Linked DNA regions of Triticum aestivum: region 2 is linked to region 1. Evidence: chromatin contacts called from public Hi-C data. All regions are on one chromosome and are shown on one strand. The core of a region is the stretch at or near the end of the contact, and the rest is flanking DNA. Distances in the headings are between cores, read along the strand shown.

Region 1 (7,425 bases), core at 2,776-5,275:
TAGGTATGTGCGTTGAGTGCTTAACATGCGTCCCCATCAAGTACATATCTGGTCGTTATCGATATTACACACATTAAGATATGAAAGGTGGAGTGACTATGGCATCCCCTGTCAGAACAGTTGGTTGCGGGTTCAAGTTCAAACAGATCTTTTTGTTGTTGTTAACTTTCGCACATATATGTGCAGTACTAGGGTTTTTCTGCAAAAAAGAAGTGAGGGGGTTTTGTGCAAAAAAGAGTCGTTGTGGTTGACTTTTTCCGTGAATACAAAATATGAGGGCGTTCTCTGTAAAAAATACATCGCGTCTTAGCACCATCACTCCCTGACAGGTGGGGCCACACGCCCGATACGCGTACTATGACCGTATTTGCACGCTTGAGTCAAGTTAAATTACCACAAAACCGTATTTTCAAAATTCTAACACCAAACTGAATATGCGACGCAAGTTCTATAACTTCCAGCAATAGTAGCTCAACTAATTAATGGGCAGTGAAACAACCCGTCTTCTCCACATTGGCGTCGGCTGGAATGAACGCAACCCCTGACTAGTAGAGTGGAAGAAGCAGAGTCATGTTCTCTAACCAGTCAAAGCAAAACTAGTGATGAGAACATTCGCAGCCCCCTCTCCGTGAAGGAGCACGAAGATGAGAACCGAAAGAGACGGCAAGGATCGACCGTCAGCCGTCTTTGCATTCCTCGAAATCGCCATCTCAGGAACGAGACATTGATGCAAGACTACTTCGCGGACAATTCAACATATCCGCCGCACCTCTTCCGGAGAAGGTACCGAATGTGCCGATCCCTCTTTGTAAAAGTAGTGCAAGCTTGCGAGGCCTATTGTCGGTATTTTACTCAAAGAATAAATGCCATGGGCTTGAAGGGATTTAGTGGATATCAAACAATCTCGGTAGCTGTGCTAGTAATTGTATACGGCATTCCGGCTGACTATGCCGATGAGTACCTTCACATTGGTGAAGATACTGCAATTGAGTCAGTGCGTAGGTTTGCCAAAGTGATCATCCGTGTCTTTGGTCCTGAATATTTTCGGGCACCCAACAAGGAAGACACAAAAAAGTTAATGGCATCAAGTGAGAGAAGAGGTTGGCCTGGCATGCTAGGAAGCATTATTTGTATGCATTGGACTTGGAAAAACTTCCCAAAGGCATGGTAGGGAATGTATTCAGGCAAGTCTCGTGATGCAACAATTATGCTAGAGGCCATAGCATCTGAGGTTTTATGAATTTGGCATTGCTTTTTTGGTATGCCGGGTACTCTCAATGATATTAATGTGTTGCAACGGTCTCATTTGTTTGCTAGGCTTGCTAGTGGTGACTTTCCTGCTTGCAACTACACTATCAATGGGCATGAATACACAAAGGGGTACTATCTTGCAGATGATATCTACCCTTCTTGGTGCATATTTGTCAAGAGCATCAAAGACCCCAAAACTAAAAAACAATGTGAATGTGCAAGGGTACAAGAGGTGGCCCGAAAAGATATTGAAAGAGCATTCGTGGTTTTGCAATCTACGTTTGCCATTGTTCGTGGCCCTGCTCGTTTTTGGGACAAGCGATCCTTAAAAAAATATCATGACATGTTGTGTTGTTCTTCACAATATGATTCTCGAAGATGAGAGAAGCATGAATTTGGAGTTCTTCTACAACAATGTGGGTAGCCCTCACATAGAGGAACTGTAAAACGGAAAATATTATTCAAGCATTCGGAAAATATTAAATTTGTATAGAAAAATCTTTATCATGTATACGGAAAATTATACAAAAGATGCAATGTGTATCAACAAAGTTGATCATGTATTAAAAATGTTAATAAAGCATATAATAATATTAATCAAAGTATTTGAAAATGTTAATCACCCATTTAAAAAACTATTAAATCTGTATAGGAAAATTGTTTGTCATATATACAAAAAATAAATGTACAAAAAAATACAATGTGTATGAAAAACATGTTAATCATGCATTTATAAAATGTTAAACGTGTATAAAATCTTCCTAGAATATATGAAAAAATGGGCAACATATATTAAATAAATTACTCACTCTGTTAAAAAATATAAGAGCGTTTAGATCACCTAACTTGTTATCTAAATGCTATTATTTTCGGAGATAGTAGACAACACAAAACATATATTTTAGAAAAGGATTCTGTATTTGTAAAATGATAACATGTATATAAAAATTTTCTTGACATATAATAAAAATGTACATTGTGTGAGAAAAAAACGATTGTTTCCATTAAAAAATGTTGATCATGTACTAAAAAATGCTCATAATGTATTTCAAAATTGTTGAACATAGATTATATATATATATATATATATATATATATATATATATATATATATATATATATATATACCAATAATGAACAATGTGTATGGAAAAGTAGACATAAAAATATAAGTTTAAAAATATTAATCATGTATTTCAAAATGTTAAACATGTGTAAACAAATATGTTTCTGATGTATACAGAAAACATTATGTGTATTGAAAAAATTGACATGTGTTGATAAAAAAGAAACTAATAAAGGTCGACAAAGAAACTAAGAAAACCAAAGAAGCCCATTAAAACCAAAAAAACTTAAAAACCAAAAAATGAAAACGGAAACAGAAGGAAATCAATGCAAAAGAATGGAAACAGTGAAAGGTGAAAAAGAAACAAAGAAAGGCAGAGATAAACGAAGAAAGAAAGAAAATAAAAAAACAATAAAAATAGCGAAGGAAAGAAAAAACAAAGAAAAAGAAAGAAAAGTAAAATCTATGAAAACCATGAAAAAACAAAGAAACCCAATGAAAAAAAATAAATTAATACAGAAAAGTATAAAAATTGATGAAGAAACATATAAAACCAAAAAAAACATAAAAAACAAAAATGAAAAAACCTGTACGTACACTGCACCATACTACAGTGAGGGATCATCCGAAATCACTAGTTGAGGTGTGCTCGTTGCAAAGACCACTCCAATTTCCCAGGCCGCGACAAAAAACGCACATGCAGTGCCATTTGTCGTAACCTGGGAGTTTTCTCTTTTTTAGATCCGTTTATTCAAAATATTTTATCTCTCAAACCGTGCGTCCAAATATCGAACCGCTTTTACCGTTGAATTCCTCGCGTGGTTTTGATAAACTTTTTTTCATGAAAAAACTGGATGAAAGAAACCAAACGAAAAAACTGAATTGGGAGCACCGGTTTTTTTCTTTACGAAAAAGGCACGCCTGTGCCTCTCACGAAATTACAACCGTGCCTTTCGCGGAAGAAAAATCGTAACTCTTGCGGAATGAAAAAAAAAAGAAAAAACACATTTTTTTCGTTTCCGAGGAGGCACGACCGTGACTCCCGTGAAAGAAAAAAAAACAAAAAACAAGTTTTTTCCTGTTTCCGAGAGCCATCGCCGTGACTCTCGCTAAAGCACAACCGTGCCTCTCGCGAAACCAAAACCGTGACTCTCGTAAAAGGAAAAAAACACATTTTTTTTTCAATTTCTGTGAGGCACGATCATGACTCTCGTGAAAGTACACCTGTACCTCTCACGGAAGCAAAATCGTGACTCTTGCGAAAGGTAAAAACAGAAAACATTTTTTTCCATTACCGGGAGGCACGGCCATGACTTTCGTGAAAGAAAAAAACACATTTTTTTTTAAAAAAAAATAATTGATAAGCTAAGGAAGACCGGTGAAAAACCAAAACGTCAAAAAAACCGAAAAAAATCATTTAAAAAACCGAATAATTGTGCGATAAGTAAAAAAATAAAATTCAGGAAAAGGGTCCAAAACACGACACGTGGAGAATGGCTGAGAGCGCGCCAAATAGCGCTGATCGTTGCGAGGCTCGCGAAGGAGTGCATATAGAGCGATCAGAACGAAAGCGTACAAACGGGCCAGCCTAGTTACAATGTGGGGGAAAAAAAGCTGGGGCGAGCCAGCCGACAGCGGCCCACGCCCCGTTAGGATTTTGGGCTCGGGCCTCCGAGAAGACAGAGGCAGTGGAGAAGAGAGGAAAGAGAGGGAGGAAAGAGGAGGACGGCGGCGGCCGCGAGCTCCACGGGATGCGAGGGAGGAGGAGGGCGACGCGGGAGGGATGTGCGATACGCCGATCGAGGCCCCATCCCACATTGGAAACCCCAGTTAGCCGTTGGTGGAGGCGCGGGGGAGCTTGGAGAAGACGAGGGATTCAGGGGGGCAGGCTGCTACGGGGAGGCCCGCCGGATCCCGGAGAGTAGATATCTCCACCGCCCTGATCTCGTCGGGTAGCTCCCAGGTTTGGGTGTATTTTGTGCTCCCTACTCTCAATCGTACTTCTCTAACTGCAGGATATTCAGCAGCAGCAGCAGCAGATCCATCGATAACGGTGATTTTTCTTTCTAGGCGTGTCATTTTTGCGGTCATGCTCCCCGTCAATTCAGTGTGTCCAATGCCCATGATCAGATACAACTGAACCCACACAATGCTTAGGTTCCATGTCATGTCTGTAACTTATAGTTAAACTGAACCCTCCACAGATGTCGCTCATTGCTTGGGATTCAGTCTGGTTAAAAAGTCTTTTAGAAACCTCATGGACAACACAATAGATTTGACGATCTTGAGAGGATCCAAATCTCGAACGATGCACTTTAAGTAACTGTGCAATTACATTGGAAGCTAAAATAATGTCGAAAACACAGCGGCAGCCAGATTGACAAATAACATGTGCATGGTGCAAGGATGCACTACAACTTTCACAAACTGAAAATAGAACGATACAATTGAATTGTCGGGCATGGTGTACTAAAGGGAAAAAAAATCTGAAATTGCCGCTGCCCTTTGCAGGAAAACAATAGCCAAATCGTCAGGACAGCCTGTAGACCACCGAGCCTGGTGCCCGTGAAATCGACAGGATTGAGCTCATCAAATTCATCATCTGAGCGGGTCGACATCACTAAGGTCTTCTGGGTCGAGGAGTGTTTGCCCATGCCTGGTATTTCCAAGAAACCCAGCATGTGACAGCAAAGCCCACAGGTGTGTTATGAGCTCCACCTTCCCAACAAGCCGTGTCTTGTGCTTGGCTGCTCTGGTTGAGGCTGCCAAGTGAAGGAGGAAGCCTGTCCAGAACACTGCTAGATCCCTCCATATGCCTACGGTGTCTGCTTCGTAGGTCTCTATCAACTGCTTCCCAAGCTTTGCACCCATTTGGGTTATCGAATTATGGATGTCATCATCACCCTTGATAGTATCTTCCCTATTAGGCACCTGGTCATTTGTTGTGGAACTGTTAATTCCATTGTTATCTTCCCGACTTTCAGGGGCTTCAACCTCTCCACTAATCACCTCAGACTCTTCCAAGGCGGCAATCTCCACAAGTTCTTTGTAAACATCTTGCATTGACTGGGAGAATGAGCAGTAAGTAGCACGGAAGGTTTCCTTGCGTACGATGTCCAAGATATTTGTAACAACAATGCCGTTGTCTGGCACCAATCCTTTTGTAAGCAGGTATGCACAATAGTTTGATAAGGTGACAGCAGTTAAGTAATGTGGCCACACATGTTCTGGAGTTGTGGATTTCTTGGCCAAGATCCTGTTTTGAAGCTTACAAACCTTTAGTTTTTTCACTTCATCACAGAAATGCATCTCGCAGAAGCATGTCGCGATGTGCCAGACCAGTATCCTGTGGGTATCAGCCTCCAGCTCAATTGCCCATGTTAGCTGCTGCATAACGGGTGCCTTTGAACCGAAGGCATTTAAGAAGTAGGTTCCCAATCTTTTTGGATGCTGCTGCAGGCCCTTGAACGACTCAAATATTGCCGTCGTTACTTCTGACTCCAACTTGATGCTCCGGGGAAATTTCCTCTGAGTATGCGAATCAGAAATCAGAAGGTTATACTGGAAGATCCTTTGATCCCACTTGCCCCTCATGAACCAGAACATCATTCTCATTGCTGCCTCCACCACTGGATTCCGCAAGCACCGATGTTTGACGTACATGCAGATCATCAGAACCTTGGTCCATTGCGAGAATACATATAAATAGATCTCCAACAGCTCCTTGGCAATGATAAGGACGACCATGACACGAGTGACAATGACCCCGTGAGTGATGATATTTTTGTCGGCCGCATCCATCCTCTCTGGTATACAATGAACAGGATACGCAAGGTATACGGTAGCCGCAACCAGAGAGAGAGACAAGAGCATACTCCAGACCGGAAATCCGTTGGCAAACATGGCAGCATGCTTGCTATAGAACAAGTCTTGGAGGAAGGACAGTTCCACCTTGGTGACACGGAATGCCCTCTCATAGCTGTTGGTGTTCTCCTGCAGGATGTAGTCGAAGACGAGCCGCCTCGTCTTCTCTTGGCTAGCCTCATGTATCGGGAGATTATAGAACCGACGGCGCAGCAGCTTGTACATGGCGAATGAGAGGCAGACATCCTTGAGTCGGTTGCCATTGTCTTTGGTGCCGCCGAGCAACCGGCTGTTGCCAGCATCAATATTCCATATCTTCTCTATGGTGACAAGCTTCTTATTATCTGGATCCAACCGAATCCTGTATTGTCCACTCCTCCTGTCTTGTCGTCGAGCATCACGAAGCGCCAGGTCTTCCCCAGAGACCAAGTACTTGTACGAGTGCGAGGAACCGAGGGTGTGCTCGTATCGCATGTAGTCGCTAACCTGCCTCGTGTTCTCTTGGTTGGTGGTTTCAGCCCTATCGGACGAGGCAAAGTAGGAGATGATCCGAATCGCATTGAGGGCCCATATCAGCCAGAGAGGGACCCTGAGGAGGAAGAAGGTCTGCATCCAGATGAGGTTGGCTGCCCAGAAGGATGACATGAGGTCGAGCAGTGGGATCTGCTTGGATCTCTGGTACAGGCGTCCAGCCTTGACGCTGTACTGCAGGGTCACCAGCAGCACCGCCCAGACCTGAAAGTAGTCATTCACCTTCTTTGCGGAGAGCTGCATCAGCCCCATGGTGTAGTGCACCATGGAGTAGTTGAGCATCTCTATCACCTGAATGCTGGTCGCCATGGCCCTGTCTTCGTACCACGGCCCAAAGCAGTCCAGCATGAACCTCACCACCAGCAGCAGCGTTGTCATCAACACCCACAACTCCACGCTGGCCACATGAGTGACGCTGTCCATCTTGAACAGCATTTTCATGGTGGACATGATTGAAGCTGCAGCTACGTCTGTCGCCATCATCTCTCTCTCTCTCTCTCTCTCTCTCTCGCTGTGTGTGTGTGTGTGTGTGTGTTCTTTCCGGGAGGGGAGAGGTGAGTTCCACTTGTGCACGTATTGGGGTTTCTGGGAGGGCTAATGGAAGGAATAACAGGTTTGGTAAGCACCTGAAAAAATATTGCGCGGCAGTCACTTTTTCCACTTTGCGTGAGGCCGAAGGCTGGGACGACGTGAGGAGCCATGGCGAGGCCAAG
Region 2 (7,315 bases), core at 180-2,679, 130 kb before region 1:
ACACAATGGGATGCATTGTCTTTCAGTTTTGCTAAACCTCTTGTGCCTGATCTTTTTTTCCTGCCGTTCACTTTTTCTTCTTCCCGTGCATGCGAGATGGGGAGGCCGGACCATGTCAGAGAAGAAGCAGCCTCATTATTTATCTTAGGCGTGTGGAGGTGTAGGTTCGCTGAAAACAGCAACCTTACTATCTATCTTAGATGGTCGTTCAATATTGATCTGATGGTCAGGAAAAAAATGACTGATTGAAACTTTTTTTCAAGTACCTATTAAATAGACAGTCCCATTATCATTTCCTTCTCACAAACCTACCTACACGGCTGAACCTTCCACTCTCACAATTATGACCACCGTCCCATGCTTTTGTTCCTATACTTGAATGTTGCAAAACATTCCTCTCTGGTTGGCACGCTAAAGCGAACCAACTTGTGGTTGGATGGTTAAAGGGACTGTGGTATCTCTAGCCCATCAGGGTTCAAATCTTGGTGCTCGGATTTATTTCAGGATTTCCGGCGATGCGCATTCAGTGGGAGGACACGTTCCCGTCGACGACGAGGTGCCTACGGCGAATTCGTAAATTTCAAGATGATATACCGGGTCAGTCTTTCGGAGGTGCTCATAGGGATAGAGAGTGCGTGTGTGAGTTCATAGGGGTGAGTGTATGCGCGTGTATATGAGCGCTTGTGTCTGTACTGATGTTTAAAAAAAGATTGGCATGCTAAACTTTTAGGTTAAGGTGATTGTCTCATCCTAATTACCACTGTCATAGACTCCCTTTTAACATACTACATATCGTCGATCATCCAAATCCCTTGAAAGGTTTTGAAAAGTATCAATGCTATCCGTAGAGTCTTCTTTTGGGCGGTAGAAGACACACGTTCTGGAGCTTAATGCATTATCGCTTGGAGTAAATGTTTGCAAACCAAAAAATATTGATGGGTTAGGCATTAAAAACTGGCATGTTCAACACGGCCCAAGTTGGTTCCTTGAGACGTTGCGTGCGCATTGAAGCGGCGTCTCCGAGAGGTCGCGTCAATCAGCGTCGCCCTCTCGTCCAGTCGCATCACGCAGCAACATTTTTTGCGTGTGCTCTGCATCGGCCCTTATACAGCACGAGAATCAGCGCGTGCGTCGAATAGAAAGGCGGGAGATGCAGGAGGGTTTTTGAATGGGTTGGGTGATAGGATGCGTACATGGTAGCGGTCCATATGCCCGTAAAGGTCCTCGCCGGTCTCCGGCAAATATGACGTCCGGACCGCCGAGCAAAGTGACAGAAGACCACGTTGAATGATAAAACACGTCCGGACGCGAGTCCAAACAGTTACGAGCGATTTGAGAGTCGGCGAGATTGGAGATGCCCAAACCAATCCTCTCCCGCTCATCCTCTCCGCCCCAGCTTGCTTCAGTTCGTTTTGGGCCAATGAAGCAGTACCATGAGGTGAGACACCGACAGCACAAAACTCGAGATAAGATATCCACACACTACGATGCTCTAGATTAGATTAGAGCCACTCACCTGGTAGGCAGTTGTCTATGGCTGCTCTAAGCGCATCGTGCCTCGTCGGTCCCGTCCCATTCAAGGACGTCGCCACCGCCGTCGATGGCCACAGCTCCACACCCGAAGAGTACGAGGACATCGTCTCCGGCCTGCCCAGCAGCACCGCGCTAGGCATGGTCCTGCGCCAATACCGTGGCTCCTGGGTGATCCAAGAAAGAGTCACGGCGTTCATCTCTCTCCAGCGACGCTTCACGCCACGCCCCGGCGACGTGCTCCTCGCGAGCCCGGCCAAGTGCGGCACGACCTGGCTCAAGGCGCTGGCGTTCGCCACCATGGCGCGGGGCGCGTACCCGCCCACCGACGCGCAGCACCCGCTCCTCCGCATGAACCCGCACGAGTGCGTCCCCTTCATGGATGAGCTGTTCACCGCCGGGCAGGACGCCAGGCTTGAGGCGCTGCCGTCGCCTCGCCTCATGCACACGCACATGCATCATTCCTTGCTGCCTGCATCCGTTACTGATAACCCCGACTGCAAAATCGTCTTCATCTGCAGGTAAATGTTTTTGTTTTTGTTTGGCAAGTATAAACTGTTTCCTCTACTTGTTCTCCCATGAATTTCGGCATGTTGTTGCGTCACACCGTCAACGTGCACAACTCCATGAAATTGCCTGATTTACTTTACTGAAATATCATTCATGCCAATAACCAGTGTAGGCGACCTGCGACCTACCGCGTGGTCGGCAATCTCTCAACAACTCCCTCCCTAAAAAATATAAAAGCGTTTAGATCAATATACCTGCTCTTATATTTGTTTTTTACAGAGGGAGTGCATAATTAACTACAAGCAAATGAAGGCGAGTTGCTCATGGATCTAACTCTAACGTTGTATGCAGGGACCCCAAGGACATGCTTGTTTCCTTGTGGCATTTTCTCAAAGGTGTTCGTCCTTTCACGTTTGATGACCTGTTCAACTCTGCCTGCGAGGGGAAGACCCCCAATGGCCCCATATGGGACCACCTCATCGGCTACTGGAGTGCAAGCAAGACCAGCCCGGACAATGTCCTTTTCCTGAGGTACGAAGAGATGCTCATCGACCCGGTCAGCCACGTCAGGGAGCTGGCGCGGTTCATCGGGCAGCCATTCTCACACGCCGATGAGGCGGCCGGGATACCGGCGGACATTGTGAAGCTCTGCAGTTTTGATAAGCTCAAAGGCCAAGGCGCCAACATGGCAGGCTCATACGACGGGAAGGTTTTCAGTTTTGCACATGAAACCTTCTTCAGGAAAGGGGTGGCCGGAGATTGGGTGAACAATATGACGCCGGAGATGGCGCAACGCTTTGACACCATCATCGAGGATACCCTTAGAGGGTCTGGCCTCACATTCAAGTGATCTCCATCTGTTGCCAAGGGTGGTGGTGCTGGTTGGTGCTTTGTTGGTGTTGATCGCTTCGACATGACATTTTTGTGTCATCATGGCTTTTGTTTTTGTTTCTCTTTCTTTCAGTATTTGTTTACTGTATGATTGTATGACTATATCCTGAATTGAAAACACCGCGATAAAAGACGGATTATGCATCAATCGATGCACAAGCCAGAGGAGTCTCTCAGTTCCAGAACAATAATGCTCCCTCCGTCCCATAATGTAAGACGTTTTTTGACACTAGACTAGTGTCAAAAAATGTCTTACATTATGAGACGAAGGGAGTAATAGTTTAGTTGTGTGTTCTAATTATCTTGACCGACTTATATTGTGCTATTGCAGGCTCAATTATAATCAGTATTAGTTTATACTAGAAGCGATCGCACGCCTTGCTGGACGCTCTTTGCTGTGTGGTATCCCTGTTATTGCCTCTTTTTTCCACTCTTGTGTGTTATTGTTTGCACCCCGATCTCTGATGGGCTGTTTTCTGGGGGCCGCAATCTTTGTGGGTCTGGCGATGTTCCCAGGCTTGCTCATATTTTTCTACGAGTTCCGCTTTGGTACAAGGGCTCCCCTCTCCTATGTCTCGCCTTCAGCGAAAGAGGTAGGAACCCTTGCTGAAGGGGAGACTGAGTTGGGCCAGAGCGCAGGAGGCAGCAGCCCCCTATTTTCCGTTTTTTTTACCTTCTCTGTTTCACTTTTTTGCTTTATTATTTCAATTCTGTACATACATTAAAATATTATAAATATATATATTACAAAAAATAACTCTAAAAAACATTTGAAAAATGTTTATCAACCATTTGAAAAATGTTAAATGTGTATAAAATGTTTATCATGTATATGAAAAATGTATATATAAAAATTTGATAATGTATTAAAAAATGTTAATCAAGCATTTGAAAAAAAAATCATAAGTATTTGGAAAATGGTGATAAAGTTTTTGAAAAATGTTAAATGTATATAGGAAAATGTTGACCATGTATTAAAAATTTGATGAAATTGCTTGATCATGTATATAGACATTGTTAATCAAGCATTTGAAAAAAAATTGAATAAGTATTTGAAAATGGTGATCAAGCATTTGAAAAATGTTAAATGTGTATAGTAAAAATGTTGACCATGCATGTATTGAAAAAATGATGAGTCTTTTTTATCATGTATATAAACATGTCAATCAATCATTTGGAAAAATGTTGAATAAGTATTTGAAAAATGGTGATCGAGTATTTGAAAAATGTTAAATGTGTATAGAAACAATGTTGACCATGTATTAAAAAATTATGATTTTTTATCATGTATATAAACATGTTAATCAAACATTTGAAAAAATGTTGAATAAGTATTAGAAAAATGGTGATCAAGAATTTGAAAAATGTTAAATGTGTATAGAGAATATGTCACCATGTACTAAAAAAATGATGAATTTTTTATCATGCATGTAAACATGTTAATCAAGCATTTTAAAAACAATGTTGAATAACTATTTGAAAAATGGTGATCAAGCATTTGAAAAATGATAAATTATTGGGTTTCGGCATCGGTTCCTTTTTCAGTTCATCGGTTTCTATGTCCACTCCAGCCACCAACTGCAAAGGCGTCAGAAACCAGAAAAATAATAAAAACCATAAGAAAAACAAACTCCAAATTGGAAAAGGAGAATGTAATATTGAAATGCCACAATGCAAAAAAGCAAAAATACTATGTACCTCCCATGGCGAGTGCTATGCGATTTCATTCTTGCAGCGGGCTGGGATGCTTAAGTGCAAACCGACAAGTACACCGATGTCTACCACTGACAATATCACTGTTGTTGATGGTGAGCTTCTGTCCTCTGCTGATGCGACGGAGTATAGGAGTGTTGTTGGTGGTCTTCAGTACTTGACGATCACGAGACCAGATATTTCTTTTGTTGTCAACCCCGTGACACTCATTGGTCTGTTGTTATGCGCATCTTGCACTACATTCGATTTACTGTGTCTCATGGCTTGCATATTCGACCGACCTCCTTGTTGGGGAACGTTGCAGAAAACAAAAATTTTCCTACGGTTTCACCAAGATCCATCTATGAGTTCATCTAGTAACGAGTGATCGGATGCATCTACATACCTTTGTAGATCATGAGCGGAAGCGTTCAAAGAACGGAGATGATGTAGTCGAACACGACGTGATCCAAATCACCGGAGATCTTAGCGCCGAACGGACGGCACCTCCGCGTTCAACACACGTACGGTTAGCGTGACGTCTCCTTCTTCTTGATCCAGCAAGGGGGAAGGAGAGGTTGAGGAAGATGGCTCCAGCAGCAGCACGACGGCATGGTGGTGATGGAGCTGCAGTACTCCGTCAGGGCTTCGCTAAGCACTATGGAGGAGGAGGAGGTGTTGGAGAGGGAGAAGGAGGCAACCAAAGGCGTGTATGAAGAGCCCTGCTTGCCCCACTATATATAGGAGGGCCAAAGGGGGGGGCGCCGGCCCTAGGAGATCCAATCTCCTAGGGGGGGCGGCGGCCAGGGAGGTTTCCCTCCCCCCCAAGGCACCTAGGAGGTGCCTTCCACTATTGGGACTCTTCCCTTTTGTGAAACCCTAGGCGCATGGGCCCTTGGGGCTGGTGCCCTTGGCCCATGTAGGCCAAGGTGCACCCCCTATAGCCCATGTGGCCCCCCGGGGCAGGTGGACCCACCCGGTGAACCCCCGGGACCCTTCCGGTGGTCCCAGTACAATACCGATAACCCCGAAACTTGTCCCGATGGCCGAAATAGCACTTCCTATATATAATTCTTTACCTCCAGACCATTCCGGAACTCCTCATGACGTCCGGGATCTCATCCGGGACTCCGAACAACATTCGGGTTACTGCAGATACATATCCCTACAACCCTAGCATCACCGAACCTTAAGTGTGTAGACCCTACGGGTTCGGGAGATATGTAGACATGACCGAGACGACTCTCCAGTCAATAACCAACAGCGGGATCTGGATACCCATGTTGGCTCCCACATACTCCACGATGATCTCATCGGATGAACCACGGTGTCAAGGATTCAAGCAACCCTGTATACAATTCCCTTTGTCAATCGATATGTTACTTGCCCGAGATTCGATCGTCGGTATCCCAATACCTCGTTCAATCTCGTTACCGGCAAGTCACTTTACTCGTACCGTAATGCATGATCCCGTGACCAGACACTTGGTCACTTTGAGCTCATTATGATGATGCATTACCGAGTGGGCCCAGTGATACCTCTCCGTCATACGGAGTGACAAATCCCAGTCTTGATCCGTGTCAACCCAACAGACACTTTCGGAGATACCCGTAGTATACCTTTATAGTCACCCAGTTACGTTGTGACCTTTGGTATACCCAAAGCACTCCTACGGTATCCAGGAGTTACACGATCTCATGGTCTAAGGAAAGGATACTTGACATTGGAAAAACTCTAGCAAACGAACTATACGATCTTTAGCTATGTTTAGGATTGGGTCTTGTCCATCACATCATTCTCCTAATGATGTGATCTCGTTATCAATGACATCCAATGTCCATAGTCAGGAAACCATGACTATCTGTTGATCAACGAGCTAGTCAACTAGAGGCTTACTAGGGACATGTTGGTGTCTGTTATTCACACACGTATTACGATTTCCAGATAACACAATTATAGCATGAATAAAGACAATTATCATGAACAAGGAAATATAATAATAATACTTTTATTATTGCCTCTAGGGCATATTTCCAACAGTCTCCCACTTGCACTAGAGTCAATAATCTAGTTACATTGTGATGAAGCGAACACCCATGGAATTCTGGTGTTGATCATGTTTTGCCCTAGGGAGAGGTTTAGTCAACGGATCTGCTACATTCAGGTCCGTATGTACTTTACAAATCTCTATGTCTCCATCTTGAACATTTTCATGAATGGAGTTGAAGCGACGCTTGATGTGCCTTGTCTTTTTGTGAAACCTGGGCTCCTTGGCAAGTGCAATAGCTCCAGTGTTGTCACAAAAGAGTTTGATTGGCCCCGACGCATTGGGTATGACTCCTAGGTCGGTGATGAACTCCTTCACCCATATTGCTTCATGTGCTGCCTCCGAGGCTGCCATGTACTCCGATTCACATGTAGATCCCGCCACGACGCTCTGCTTGCACTGCACCAACTTACTGCCCCACCATTCAAAATATACACGTATCCGGTTTGTGACTTAGAGTCATCCAGATCTGTGTCGAAGCTAGCGTCGACGTAACCCTTTACGACGAGCTCTTCGTCACCTACATAAACGAGAAACATTTCCTTAGTCCTTTTCAGGTACTTCAGGATATTCTTGACCGCTGTCCAGTGTTCCTTGCCGGCATTACTTTGGTACCTTCCTACCAAACTTACGGCAAGGTTTACA

Evidence for each region. A called contact is a pair of places that touch in the nucleus more often than the background predicts.
Region 2: a Hi-C map of leaf shows a contact between it and region 1, with 5 times the contacts expected there. The contact joins the promoter of LOC123190907 here to the promoter of LOC123190904 in region 1. A contact is called at or near these places in 2 of 5 Hi-C or Micro-C datasets (both in leaf).

Annotation. Positions count from the first base shown.
Region 1 is chr2A:754,391,437-754,398,861 of IWGSC CS RefSeq v2.1, reverse strand. It overlaps LOC123190904, which reads left to right and starts at 4,025. Exons shown (of 3, transcript XM_044603631.1): 1 at 4,025-4,280.
Region 2 is chr2A:754,521,214-754,528,528 of IWGSC CS RefSeq v2.1, reverse strand. LOC123190907 (flavonol 3-sulfotransferase) reads left to right here and starts at 1,429. Exons shown (of 2, transcript XM_044603634.1): 1 at 1,429-2,051; 2 at 2,392-3,094. The coding sequence starts at 1,534. The coding sequence ends at 2,890.